2 separate regions of the Mustela erminea genome follow, and region 1 is linked to region 2. The links are chromatin contacts, called in public Hi-C maps. All regions are on one chromosome and are shown on one strand. The core of a region is the stretch at or near the end of the contact, and the rest is flanking DNA. Distances in the headings are between cores, read along the strand shown.

Region 1 (6,593 bases), core at 1,170-3,669, 210 kb before region 2:
GCGAAAGACCGTACGTGGGGGAGAGGGGCAGAGCAGGGAGCCTGATGTGGGACTCAATCCCAGGATTGTGGGATCATGACCTGAGCCAAAGGCAGACACTTAACTGACTAAGCCACCCAGGTGCTCTGTACCTGGTCCTCTTCGGCTTCAGCCTCCATGCTGTCTTCTCTGGGGAGACTCCAGGAAGCAAAGCACATCCCCAGAGACAAAATAAATGGATTCATAGACTGGGGGTGGGAGGATGGGAAAGACGCAGCAAAAAGAACTTGCAAGAGAAAGGTGGTAGGAAACAGTATATTAAGGGAGTCGTATTTTTCTTTATCTTTCCCTACTAGCATATTTTGAAGCAAATCCTAGTCCTCTTATCATTGCACCCATAAATATTTAAGTATGTAATCTCGAAAAGATAAGGGCTCTTTCTTGAGCATAGTCACAATACCATTATCACACTTAAAAAAAAAATCTAACAATAATTCCTATTAAGTGAACCTACTGAGGGCAATTTGACAGGACCTCAGAACAGAAGCCTGGCTTGCTTATCTTGAGCCGGTATTGTCACAAAGTCATGATAAGGAATTTACATTTTCCCAAGATAATTACAGAGAAGGCGAAAAGGGGATTGGAAATGTAGATTTGAGAAGCTTGTCAGGGCTCTGGAAAGGAAATGTTATAAAGGGAGGGAAAAAACGGTCTGGAAAGATTTGCTGAGTACAAAAGAAAAGAATCTTCTTTCTGACTTCCCTTTTCCTCGCCCAAAGGCCTTTAGTCATAAATGTGAAATAGGAACCGGGTCTAAAGTGAAACCAAACAGATTAGAAATAACACAACGAGTAGTTGCAAAATGCAACAAGACCAACTTCTGGGGCTCGCTTCCCACCAAGGCTCTCCCGACTGCTCACTTCAAAGCAGAGGACAGCTCTGCTGCCATTCAGAACGCTGGCTCCTGGGAGGTCCTGCAGATTGTTTATTAACTGCCTTACTAACTGGACTCTGCCCTTCTGCTCAGCATCGGGAAACCTGGATTCCGGGTTCAGCTCCTCGACAGAGTTGCTCTGTGACCTTGGACAAGTTACTGCCATTCTCTGAACTGCTCTGCAATGAACGCGAGGGTGTGAGACCCCAAGATCTCAACGTTCCCTTCATGGTCCAAATTCTCTGGCCCAACGAACACCTAATGAAATGTCCCTCACGCCCTGGGCTTCGGGATCTGGTGTGATGTTACCCTGTATCAACAACACGCTTGGATGACTCAGTTGAACAAACCCATGGAGACATGGAGCGTTTATTACAAAGATCCATGCTTCCCGGGCACCCAGGGTCGCACTTGACTTGGAAGGAAATCCAAGAGGTGGCACTGTGGGCGCTCTCTGGACACCAGCGGAGGGTAGAGGGCAGGTGGGAACTGCACAGAGCCATCGGCAGATGGAGCCCACTGCCTGAGGTCCAAGGAGCAAATGGTAGAAATAATTTTTTTAAGGGACAGCCCGTTGTTCTCTCTATGGCAGGTAAAGGTGCTGATTGATGAATGGCAACCAGGGATTGGGGGTCGAGATGGCCCTAAAGGCAAGTGGTGGTGAGAAGCTGTCCTATCATGGTGCCACACGCTACCGGCATTGTGGGCCTGACCTGGGGAGCCGCATTCGAGCAGAGACATAAGAACCGAGGTTGGAGGGAAGCCACAGGAAGATACACAGGAACATAAACCAAAATGGGCAGGGAAGAAATAATTCGGATCCCTCTCTGGGCCAGAAGAGCAGCCCCTTTTCTGAAAGCCTGTCCCCTGCCACCAGCCCCAGCTCCCCACAGGCACGAGCCCTGCTGGGGTGTGGCAGCCCTTGCTCCAGAGGCTGCTTCCCATTTTCTCAGTTCCTCCCATGTGCTCTCTCTTTCCCATGACAAGGTTTCTGCCGGAGCCCTGTCCTCTGCTGGGAAGGCAGCTCTCTCTCTCCTGGTCAACTTCGGCTCAGACTGTAGCTCAGACCTGCCGCTTTCATGAAGCTCTCCTTAACCTCCCAGTCTAAAACAAACCATGCCATTCTTAGGTCCTTACACCATTATGTACTTTATTATTTTTTTTAAAAGATTTTTGAGAGTTTTTTTTTTTTCTCTCTCTCTCATTTATTTGAGAGAGAATGAGAGCAAGAGAGATCACAGGGGAAGAGGAAGAAGCCAACTCGCCGCTGAGCAGGGAGCCCAATATGGGGCTGGATCCCAGCACCCTGAGATCATGACCAGAGCCGAAGGCAGGTGCCCAACCGACTGACCCACCCAGGTGCCCCCACCATTATGTACTTAAAAAAAAACAAAACAGCACTCACCACTATTACAATTTCCAAGTAGTTTTTTGATCCTTTTAAAAATTTCCAGGGGCGTATGGGTGGCTCGGTCGTTAAGTGTTTGCTTTCGGCTCAGGTCATGATCCCAGGGTCCTGGCATAGAGCCCCATATCAGGCTCCCTCCTACACGGGAAGCCTGCTTCTCCCTCTCTCTCTGCCCCTACTTGTGTTCCCTCTCTCTGTGTCAAATAAATAAATAAAATCTTTAACAAAATAATAAAATGAAATACAATTTCTAGAAATAATTTCACGCTTTTAGAAAATTTGCAGGAACTCCCATAGACTCTTGGTCCAGAACCAACACTTGTTAACATATTGTCATATTTGCTTTATTAATTTCTCTCTGTTTCTCTGTGTGTATGATAGATTATATAAGTTATATGTACAAACTACATGTATAGCTAATATATATACGATTGTTATTTTTTTAAGTGCTTGAGAAAAAGTTGTAGACATCTTGCCCTTTACCCCTAAATATTTAAGGATTATTTCCTAAGAACATGATCATTCACTTACAGAACCACACAATTAAATCAGATGATTCTTTGAGTAATGTCTGTCTCTTTTCACTTAAATGTAGACTCTATGAAGTCACGGGCTAGCTCAGGCTCACTGCCCGTGTGTGGATCACCTAGCATAGCATCTGACGCGTCGTTGGTGCTCTATAAATATTTGTTGAATGTATAAGAAATCCTGAATTGGGAAGGACTTGTCATCAATGCTGCTTCTACCCTAACCCTGAGCTTTCTCACTCAGTATGCTCTTGGTGTTGGATGGGGTTGGGTGTTTGGATTTGTTTTCTTGTCTCCATTTCTGGGGGGAATCAGAATCCCACCTGGTAAATTACAGTGGCTGGAGATTTGGCTTCTGTCAGTTTCAAATCCTCTCCAACCAGCCCTGGCCCTTGCTCAGCCTGTCTTGAGTGGCAGCCGCCTTTTCTCTGGCCCAGCGGCACCTGTCGGCTATCTCACCCAGTTAATTAGCCCCATGAGAGAGTTCTGGCAAAGACAGCTGGAATGCAAGCCAATCTTTCCATGCAATTGCTTGTATGAGGTGTTGGCCTCTGTCTTGGAAACTGCCCTGTAAGCTGTTGGCCCGCTAGGTGCTTTGAGCTACCTTGAAACCTGTGCTGGGCCATCCTTTGGGATATTGTAGCTGCTAAGTTAACAGAGGGGCCGATGGAGACAATGGATGTGCTCAGGGCAAATGGGGGCTGGAGCCCACAGCACCTGGAATCCAAGTTGGAGAGGTCTTTTTTTTTTTTTTAAGATTTTATTTTAATTTTTAGATATATAGAGAGAGAGCACAAGCCAGGATAGGACCACTGAGCAGGGAGCCTGACGCAGGACTCGATCCCAGGATTCTGGGATCATGACAGGAGACAAACATGGACACTTAACCAACTGAGCCTCACAGGCACCCCTGGAAAGGTCTTCAGAGCTTTTAGGACCGTGCTTCTGTAAGTATAAGTACAGTCCCCAAACCACAGTATTCATACCTCCTGGGAACTTGTTAGAAATGCCCCACCCCAGCCCTATTGAATTAGGATCTCTGGGGATGGGCTCAGCAATCAGTATTTTAACTAGCCCTCCCCTTGTCTAGATACATGCTCCTGTTTACAACCCTCTGCTCTAGGCCAACCCCACCAGTTTTCAATGGGGGGAAACTCAAGCCATAGGAAGGTCACTCTGATGCCTCCTTTCACACAGGAACCTTTGCTGCTCCTTGCTGCCTATCTGCAGCTTGCTGAGTGTGGGTTTTTTTTTTTTAATGTTTTCGGAATCATAAATAAGCTTTTCACAGGCCATTACATTGCCATGGCAACCTGGCAGCTGGCTAGAAAGAAGCAGGTAGCACAACTGCCTTGTGGTCTCGGTGGTACTAGAGTAATAGTGATTTTCTCACTGCCGGGGTCATTCTCTTTGTGCATGGCCTCTTTGTTTCTCTCCTCTTTTCCTCCTTCATTTTCCTCTTTGCTTCTCTGTTTGGCCCTTATTCCTACCTGGTCTCAATAGGAGCAACACATGTCCTAATTGTTTTAGATCTTACCAGGGCTGCCAAATCTGACCTCAGCTTTGAAACCAACAATAGCATCACAAGGTGGGCGAATGTGAGCAGGGCTATTTGACTGTGTTTGTGTGCCCATCAAAGTGTTGTATTAATTTTTTTTAATCGATTAACTTAGCTTTCAAGAAGTTACATGCAGAGTGCAAAACTCAAAAGGTAAAAATGGCATACATTAAGAGGAGATCTCCCCATGATCTCTGGTGTCCGGGTCCCCTGTCTGGTAGGTGAAGGGGAGAGCAGGAGGGGCAGGGGGGCATGGCCCATTACCTGTTTGTTGTGCATCTTTGCTGGGATAACCCATGCACAGATAAGCATGTTCCTTTATCTCCTTTTTTTATGCACACAATTGGCAGCATTCTGTACCCACCATCCTGTGCCTTATTCTTTTACTCAGTGATGTCTTGGCAATCCATCTCTAGCATTTCTGGGTTGTCTCATGTTTCTTAATGGTTGAGAATTCCATGGTGTAAATGTACCATCATTTATGTAAACCGTCCCCTGTTGATGGGTATTTGGGTTGCTTCCAGTAGTTTGTTATTTTTCATTCCCATTTTACAGCTGGAGAAGCTGTGATTAGGAAAGGGAAGTGATCTGTGGATATTCCCAAAGCAATTGTGGGCATCTTTAGGCGTTGCTCGGCTACAGAATCTAAAAAAAAAAAGAGAAGAGTTGACTAATCCCTGAATTACAGAAAAGAAGGAGCCATCCAAGCACCAGATTTCTTTTTTCACCCTGCTAATTGTCTTATCCAGTTGAGTTACATTCTGCTAACATTGCCTGATGACCGATGTGTAATTAGATAATTGTTTGTGGAAGGATTTTTAATTTGTCTTCCCTGCTAGACAGGGACGGACGATATTTTCCTGCATCCCTAGCAAGTATTATACTCTTAGCATCCCCAGCAAGCCGTGGGTATACAGTAGGGGCTCAATAAATACTTGTTGAATGAAAGATCAAATGGGCCAGGATTGTGTGTGCTTAAGACAATGGGCTCAGAGGCCTGGCTTTGAATCCTGACCCTGATACTTCTTAGCTGTGCAGCCCAAGACCCATCTCTTGACTTCTCTATGTCTCTGTTTCCTCAACTGTGACGTGGAAACATTCCCCCTGGTGGGGGGGGGGTGCTGGGGGCGATTGAGTGACCACCCATCACAGGGTTCTCTGTACACAGAGAGAGCTTCGTTGTTTCTCTCAGCTTCTTTCAATTACACATCCTGCAGGAAAATTGTGACGAGGGTACTGAAAACTCTTCAAAGAGGAGGGCATTTGAGCTGGGCCCTGAAAGAGAAGTAGGATTCCAGCTTCTGTGGCGAGTGCCAGACCTCTTTACTGAGTTCATCCAACTACAAAATGGAGATGATGACACCCAGTTTCTGTCTCCCTTTGAGGAGATGTTCTGGCTTAAAGTCTCTCAAGAGGAAGATATCACACAATTAAAAGACACCATTATTATTCAGCTGGAAAAGTGCCTTCACAGGACAAGGGAACTAATCCCTGCCAAATACGATTCTGCCTATGCTGTGTGTAATTGAATATTTAGTGTGGATTTAACCCAGGGAGCCAACTGTGCTGTTGGTTAGAGTCAAGTTTAATGGGGCTCTTAATAAACATGGAGGTAATTAATATCATCCAGATGCTAGATGCCTGTGAAGTTCGTGCTGCTTCTATGACTGAGGCATTTCAGAGAGATGAAGTTCTGGACTCACTCCTTGGGGGGAACTGCACGTACAAGCCCTGGCTTGGACTTTTGCTTCTGCTGTAATCTCCTCCTGGAGAGTGAATGTCACCTACTCCTGGGCACCTTCCGTGATTGCCAAAGGCAGAGTCTGATGCTTCTCGTAGGGTCATTCTTCTTTTATAGAACTCAAAATATCCTATTGTATTCATTTGTTTCTATGTCTCTCCACCACCAGAGCCCAAGATCTTGTCCCTGACATACAAATGGCCCTCAATGAATGTCTGCTGAATATAGCTTTTCAGGTTTCAAGACTTGGAAGATCTTAGGTCTCCAGAACAGGTGAGAGTGTTTGGGTTTTCCTGGGAAGGGCAAGTTGACGTTGACATGTAATCCATCTTCTGATGAAAATTCTCTTTGCTGACCTCTCTAATGAGCCCAGCATTGGAATGTGAACATCTCCTCTTTGCAGCAGACCTGCTCCTGGGAGATCCTAGAACACAGGAATAGGACTC
Region 2 (7,506 bases), core at 1,332-3,831:
AGGCATGGAAGGGTCTGGCTGTTCTGGACAGAGCATGCTCCCCTTAGCCTCCTGTACCCCCTTTAAAAGGCTGGAAGCTGCTGGCAGCCTCAGTCTTTCCAGATAATCTTGGCAAAGCCCACTTGTGGGGCTTCTCCATCCATCCATCCGAGTGGCATGGTGAGATGACAGACTTCCAGGCAAGCGCTGTCCTGGTGGCCTGTATCCACGTGGGTGGGCTTGAGTGTGCAATTTCCACTCTCCCACTTTCATCCCTCATCCCCAAACCCTCATGTTCTGGCAGCAAACAACCCACTGGAGAAGGCAGAAGGGATGTGTCCACTTTCTGTTCCTGTGTGGTACCTAGAAGTCTGGTTCAAACACACCTTGTTTATAAAAATTTTTCCAGAAGCAGTACCAATAAAGCATTTTATTCTGATAGAGAGTAGAAGTTAAAAACGACTACAGTTTCATTGCAGGGCCCTTAGTCCACAGGCCTCCCTTTTCCCCCAAACTATCTCCACCACCCCTAAAAGGCTCTGTCCCTGTAAGACCAAGGATACAGCAGATGATTTGTGAGGGGATTGGAATGGCTTTGGAATGGCTTTAGAAAGGCAAGACTCTTGGCACGAATACCCCAAGAAGGATGTCAGCGTCAGCCTAACCAGGTAAGCTGGGGGTGGGGCGGGTAGGGTTAGGTACCATGACTTTCAGAGTTGTGGGGTCTATGTGACACAGCTATTTCTACCTGTGGAGTATTTGGATTGTGACTGAAGAAGGGGTCGGGGACAAGCTTCTTAAGCTTTAGCTGTGGGACAGCAACAGCTTATTACACCTGCATTGGATGAGGGAGCAGGCTTGCGGTGAGCCATTTGCTACGGATCTATTTTCAAACTTGTATCTACTCGGGAGCCAGCACCCTAAAGTGAGATTCTGAATTTGCAGTTAGTTTTACCCCCCGAGATTTAAACGTGCACAAACGCGCACACAACACACAAAACATTAGCCTAACCAACAGTCTCTTTTTCCCTGGTGACCTCTGACTTCCTCTGTAAGCCCCAGAGTCATGTCACCATCTTCTCTGGGAAAGATACTGTTCACCCTCCCCTCCACCCCCTCTCCCTCCCACAGGGCCCAAACCCCAGCAGGGTCCAGATTCCTGAGCATTCCCAGAGCAGGAAGTCAAAGAGGAAGGCAACACATGGTCCTTGGTACAGCACACAGTGACAGGCTTGGAATGGAATGCATATGTTTCAAAGAGAAGAGAACAACAAAAAAGACAGCCAAACCCAGACTTCCAGATTCCTCTTTGAAACAACATATTACAGATAAAAGGTTAAACCGTTTTTGGCAGCAATTCTAACAAGACCAATTACAGATCCGGAATTGATCTGGTCACTGGAAACTGACCAGGGCTCTGAATCTTTTAAAGATGTGCTTGACATTAATGAGTCTCTGATTTAAAATAAACAAATAAACAAGATCTAACACTTGGCATTAGCACTTAAGCTGGAACTTTTTTTTTTTGTCCTGGCTTTGGTGTTGCTGTCCAGAAGGCTGAGGGGATGGCTGGACCATGTCAGGCAGGGCAAACAGAAGCTGTTCCCAACACACCAGCTCCCTGAAAGGGATAAAACACGATCCGAACCTATGAACAGAAAGATCATTCGCTCCCTAGGGCAGATCCCAGTCTGTCCCAACATTTAGCGTTGCCCAACACTTAGCGTTGAAAAGGGACACAGAGGCCTGGAAGGAATTTACAGAAGGTCTGGAAGGGGTAAGCAAAAAGAGCTGTTCCCCATCCCCCATTCTTTCAGGCCATTGGTGTGCCAGGCATTCCGTTCCTTCAGCTGCCCTTGAGGGCCACTCCCCATATATACTGGAGGAAAGGAAATGGTGTCCAGACTTGATGTAAAGTTATGAGATAGGTAAGAAGCACCCGCGACTCAAAGCCGAGCGTCAACCTATTACCCCATCACCTTAGACACCAAAGCGGGTGCCTTGGGGCGGGAGACCCCCTTACGCCCCTCTCACCCACGCCCCTTCTGATTTAAAAAAAATAAGACTGAAGGGTCGGGGACAGAATAACAGGACTCTCAGAAGCTGGGCCCCCTGCCATGGGCCCCTGGGACGAAGAGGCGGTAGTCGCGCCCCTCAGCCCCGCGCTCCCCGACTCTGCCTGTCCCGTCCCGGGAATAGACAGGCGAGCACTGACCTTGGAGGCCAGACCGAGACCCAGGGGTCCGGTCACTCGGCCTCGGCCCGGGAAAGGACTCCCGAGGCCCAGGTTAGGGCCACACAGGGCAATCACGTGACACGGACAGGGGTGGCCCCCTGGGTGCGCGGAAGGAAAACCCTAGAAAAGGACGGGGAGACGCCTTAAGGTGACCCCAAAGGGACAACATGGCGGCGCCGCCGCACTGAGGGCCTCTCATCCCGTCCCCAGGGGGCCGACGCCACGGTACCTGCGAGCCCTGCCATGGCGCCGCCGCCACTGTCGCCTTCGCTGCCGCAGCCTGCCTCCACCTCAGCTCGCCACCGACGCCGCAGGAAGCCGGGGAGACGCCCCCTTCGTCTTCGAGTGGAGCAGTCCAAGGACCCCTCCTGGCATTGGGCTGTCTCCAGAAGACGCCTGATCATAAACCCCAAGTTGCGATCATCTTCGCCCGATATCCCCCCAAGATTCACCTCATATGAGCCTTTGAAAACTTTCTATGTACGTGTGAGGAACTGACAGAGCTCTCACGTCTTCAAGTCCGAAGAACTTTTAGTCAGGCGCATCTCGGGTAGTCCCGAATCAGGGCCTCATGGTCCCCTCATGCATATGCAGCAGATTGTGATTCTTACACAGTGAGAGCCCGAGGGGGCGTACCTTAGTCTCGGTAGGTGAGCTCTGGGTTCCTCGTCCGTGCGTAGGTTACCCTGGTCATCTGGGGCAAACCTTCTCGTGGCTCAAAGTCCGCCCTCTCCCTGGCCCTTTCACCAAGGGGCCAAAGTTCAGGAGCGGGAAAATCGGGTTCAGAAATTAGGACCTGACTTGGGTCAGGACCTGACTCCTCCCCTTTCCCCATACACGTTGGGGCATCTTGCCCACCGCGACTCTCAGCTTCCCTAGGTGCGATGAAATGCTTACCTCACAGAGTTGTTATGGGGGTTGAATGAGTCAGGATTCGTTTATTAGCTAATTAAGCGCATTCCTTGAGCGCTTACTATCTGTAAGTGCAGTGCCAAAGGCAAGAGGGTTGAGTGGAAGGTGGAGTGGAGAGCCGTAGACACTGCTCTAACCTCAAGGCTCTGCCAGCGCAGTGTGGGCAAGTGTAGGGGCGGGCGGGGGGCGGGGGAGACGACAGTCAGCAAACAATGACTGTGTTAATAATATTAATCAAATCAACGTACAATTATGCGGCGTGGGAAGTGTCGTGGGGGAACGTAAGGAGGATTCTGAAAAATGAATGGGGTCCTAACATGGGGTAAGGGGTGTGAAGGTGGATACGCCCTGAGAAGCTGGCATTTAGACTGAGAAACTAAGGACAGTTAGGAGTTGTGCAGGGCTAGAGCGAAAGGAGAAATACTATAGGCAAAAGAACCACTTGTCCCAGATGAGGTTGGAAGGAGCAGGGTGGGGGTAAGTGCTGAGAAAGGAGTAGTGCAGGTAGAACTACCAAATGAATTTGGATTTTATCTTGAGAGCAATAAGCCATTTTTTATCAGAGGAATGACAACAAATTTGTTTTCCAAAAGGCTACCCTGGTTGCATGGCTTGGAGGACACTTGGGAGCAGATGTAGGGGGACCAGTTAGAAGGCTTTTGGAACTTTCTAGCTACGAAGTGATGATGACTCAGGGTGATGGTTTGGAAAGGTGGAGAAATAAAGGATGAAAGAGTGGATGCGTGCTAAGGTAATGGCAAGAACATCTAGGTTTTTGTCTTGAGTATGAAGGAGTCAAGAGCCCTTCACTATAGTGGTGAAGCTTGAAGAGGGATCAGTTGAGGGGAAGATACAGAGTTTGGCCTTGAGAAGGCAAGTTTTTGAAATGCTTGGGCAAAGTCTAGGTGGAGAGGTTCAATAGGCATTTCTATATGAGACAAGCTCAGAAGAGAGGTCTGGGCCGGGGATTCATATCTGGGTAGCATTGGCACACAGGTGATGGATGAAATCATGGTGCTGGATGAGATTCCAAGGGAGGGGAGGTACATTTTTAAAAAACACAGACGAGGAGGAGGAGCCAAGAAAGGAGGCTGAGAAACTGAACAGAGGGATAGGAGGAGGACCAGGTGTGCACGGGATCCCAGAAAGAAGGTTTCAAGAAGGAGAAAGTGCTTAGTGGGGCTGACTGCTGTAGAGGACAGAAGTGGTACCATTTGGTTGGGTTACAAGGGGGGCTCACGGACTGTATCTTTTATGTTGTAAGTCCACAGAACCCAAAAAAACCCAAAATCAACTGGCTTAAAAAATAAGTAGGCTGCCACCCAATGGCAGATTAATTGAGTTGCTTGGCAGTGTCATCAAAGACATTCTATCTCCCAGGTTGATTTCGTCTCTGCTCTGCTGTCCTTATGATGGTTTCATGCTCATGGTCATAAGATGGCCATCTCAGTTCCTAGAGTCACCGTCATGTCAAGATGCCTGTTCCGCCCCCAGCTAAGAAACAGGCTGGATGTGGCCTCTGTCTTGCTGCTTGTGGGCTGGGGGATCAATGTATCCATGCCAGACACACCCGATATCTAACACTGGAAGAAAAGAAGAGTCTTGTAGTGGAGGCAAGGGCATGAAGCAATTGAAATTCTTACCTGTAGCTGGTGAGAGGAGGACTTGGTACAGCCATTTCTGAAAACCTGCAGTTTCTACTAAATCTGAACATACACCTAAGCTGTGACCTAGAATTTTAACTCCTAGGTATTCATTCCAAGAGAAATGAGTGCCTATGTCTACAAGAAAGATTCTTGCAAGAATTTTCGTAGCAGATTTGTTTATTGCTTAAACTGGAAATAGCTTAGTGTCCATTAACAGGAAAACTGATAGGGGTGCCTGAGGGGCTCAGTCAGTTAAGTTTCTGCCTTTGGCTTAGGTCGAGATCCCGAGGTCCTGGGATCGAGCCCCGCATTGGGCTCCCTGCTCAGAGGATTTGGTTCCCCCTCTCCCTCTGTGCTTTCCCTCTCTCTCAAGTAAATAAATAAATAAAAATCTTAAAAAAAAAAAAACCCAGGAGAACTGATAAATTATGGCACATTCATTCAACAGAATACTATGTTATAGATACAAAAGTACAATATACTGACATGTGCTAAATGAATTAATGTCACATACAGTATGTGGACTAAAAGAATCCAGAAAAAAATTAGTACATGTTGTATGATTCCATTCATATATAAAGTTCAAGGGTAGGCAACACTGATCTGAGGTGATAGAAATCAGAATAGTAGTTACCTGGATTGGTTGGAGGGGACTAGAGATGGGAAAGGAGTGAGAGGGAATTTTCTGGGAGACGGGAAGAGGTCTATATCTTAATCTGCTTGGTGATTACATTGGCACAAATTCATCAAGCTATACCTTAAGATGAGGGGACTTTCTGTACCTTATATATGTTATACCTCAAGAAAATCAAACTAATAGTGAAAGGTGTCCTGCCAATGCATACTATGTGATTGAGCAGAATCACAGAAGAATCAGAAGGTACTTTTTAGAGAGACTCTGCTTTCCAGTAACCTTCATGCTAGGTCTGGGCATTGACAAGGCCTCTGTGGCCAACCCACTTCCCCTTGGGACTCCAGAAAACTGGAGATGAGGCAGGACTTCTCACATGTGGCTTGCCCCTGCCCAGCTGTCTTGCTTCCTCTGTACCCACAAGACTGCTCTACCCTCCAGGCTCAGTTGCAGGTGGTAGAAATGACACCAAAATGGGGCTCTGACTTGAGGAACCTGGAAGGTCTTTCTGCCCTAAAATTTTCTCAGCAGACCTCAACTTCCTACCAACACCTCTCCAACTGGCCCTACTACACCAGACACCTGAAGTCACCCATGACCCCTGCTCTGTCCTGCTTCACACTCCCCAAGCCTTTTCCATCCTTTCTGGGTCCTCCATCAGGGCTCTTCTGTCTCTGCCTCCAAAGCCTTGGTCCAGACCACCAACCACTCACCCCTGGACCCTGAACCAGCCTCTCACTTGTCTACCTGCCCCTCATCTCACCCCAAACCATCGTCCTCCACACAGAAGCCAAGATGATCTTCCTAAAAATGACCCTGTCATTCTTCCTGTTGGAGAGAGTGTACCCTCTCCTCTGTTTTCACTTTCAAGAGCTCTCTAATTGTCGAAGTCCCAGATCAAATGCTGCCTTCTCGATAAAGACTATATTCATTCAGCAAACATTTATCGAGTACCTAAAGTGCTGGGCACCATGTTAGGAATGGAGGATAGAGGAGGGAATAGACAAATAGCATCTGTAGAGTCTAGGGAGGTGGGCAATAAAGCAGTGCCATTGTGTGTGTACTTCCTGTCTGTCAACTCTCACTAGACTCTGAGCTCTTTGAGGGAAGGGTGAATGGGGGCGTGGGGTCATTACTTAGCTTCAGATCCTAGTACAGAGCCTGACAGGGAGGAGGAGGCAGGCACTGTGGACTGAATGAGCGGGTGAAGGACTGAGTAAATGGATGAAAGACATCTCCAAGCTCCTTCCTTTCTCATTCATCCTCCAAGCCTCTAACTGACCTGGGAGCCAGGTCCATGGAATTCTGTTGGTACTGGATGGCAAACTTGGGGGTTAAATGATAAAGAATCAGCAAAAGTTATGTTTTATAGAGCAATGTTTTGTGAAACCACAGTAACTATTTTCCTACATCATCACTCCATTTAACATTACTTTTTCCCAAAATCAATGTTATTTCTTTATCAAGACTTCAGTTCAGGAAAGGTAACCTGTAATGGAACAACAGTGATTTGTTAAATCATCAAAGAAGCTATGTGGTATCAAAAGATTAAAAATATAATAAGACACATTATCTCCAAGTTGACCAAAGAAGTAAGCTCTGGGATGGCCCAGACTGCAGCAGAATGCCAGGGTTTTAATCCTGCTGCATTTTCTAGCTGTGTGTCCTTGAGCACCTTACTTACCCTCCCTGTGCCTCACACTTCCCACCCATAAAATGAGGGAAACATCAGAATCTACCCCTTACGGTTGTTTCTGCCAATTCAATGAGTTCATGTTGTAAAACACTTAGAACGCTGCCTGTCACATAATTAAAACCTATGGTTTCCTATTCAAGTGGATAACACTGGCTGTCTCAGGGGCAGGATGAGCTGTGAGAAGCTTGCTGGGAAGTTTGCCATCCTTAAGGGGGCAGGACCAGTGGATTCAAATTCTGGACCTGCTTTCATGACTTTAAGCGATCCCTGCTGGTTTTGTCCTCAGTTTCTCCAACTCCAAGTTCTTTTTGCTCCAGACTTAGGGCTTCTACGCTTGGGAAACTGATGTTACTATTTTAGCCAGGTCTGTGGTGACATCCTGTGGTAATTATGGGTAAATGCCCAA

What was found. A called contact is a pair of places that touch in the nucleus more often than the background predicts.
Region 1: a Hi-C map of skeletal muscle shows a contact between it and region 2, with 6 times the contacts expected there. The contact joins the promoter of GHRH here to the promoter of BLCAP in region 2. A contact is called at or near these places in 3 of 3 Hi-C or Micro-C datasets (fibroblasts, skeletal muscle and spleen).

The regions. Positions count from the first base shown.
Region 1 is chr7:21,560,806-21,567,398 of mMusErm1.Pri, reverse strand. It overlaps GHRH (somatoliberin), which reads right to left and starts at 2,419. Exons shown (of 5, transcript XM_032350719.1): 1 at 2,319-2,419.
Region 2 is chr7:21,346,922-21,354,427 of mMusErm1.Pri, reverse strand. It overlaps BLCAP (bladder cancer-associated protein), which reads right to left and starts at 2,581. Exons shown (of 2, transcript XM_032350709.1): 1 at 2,445-2,581.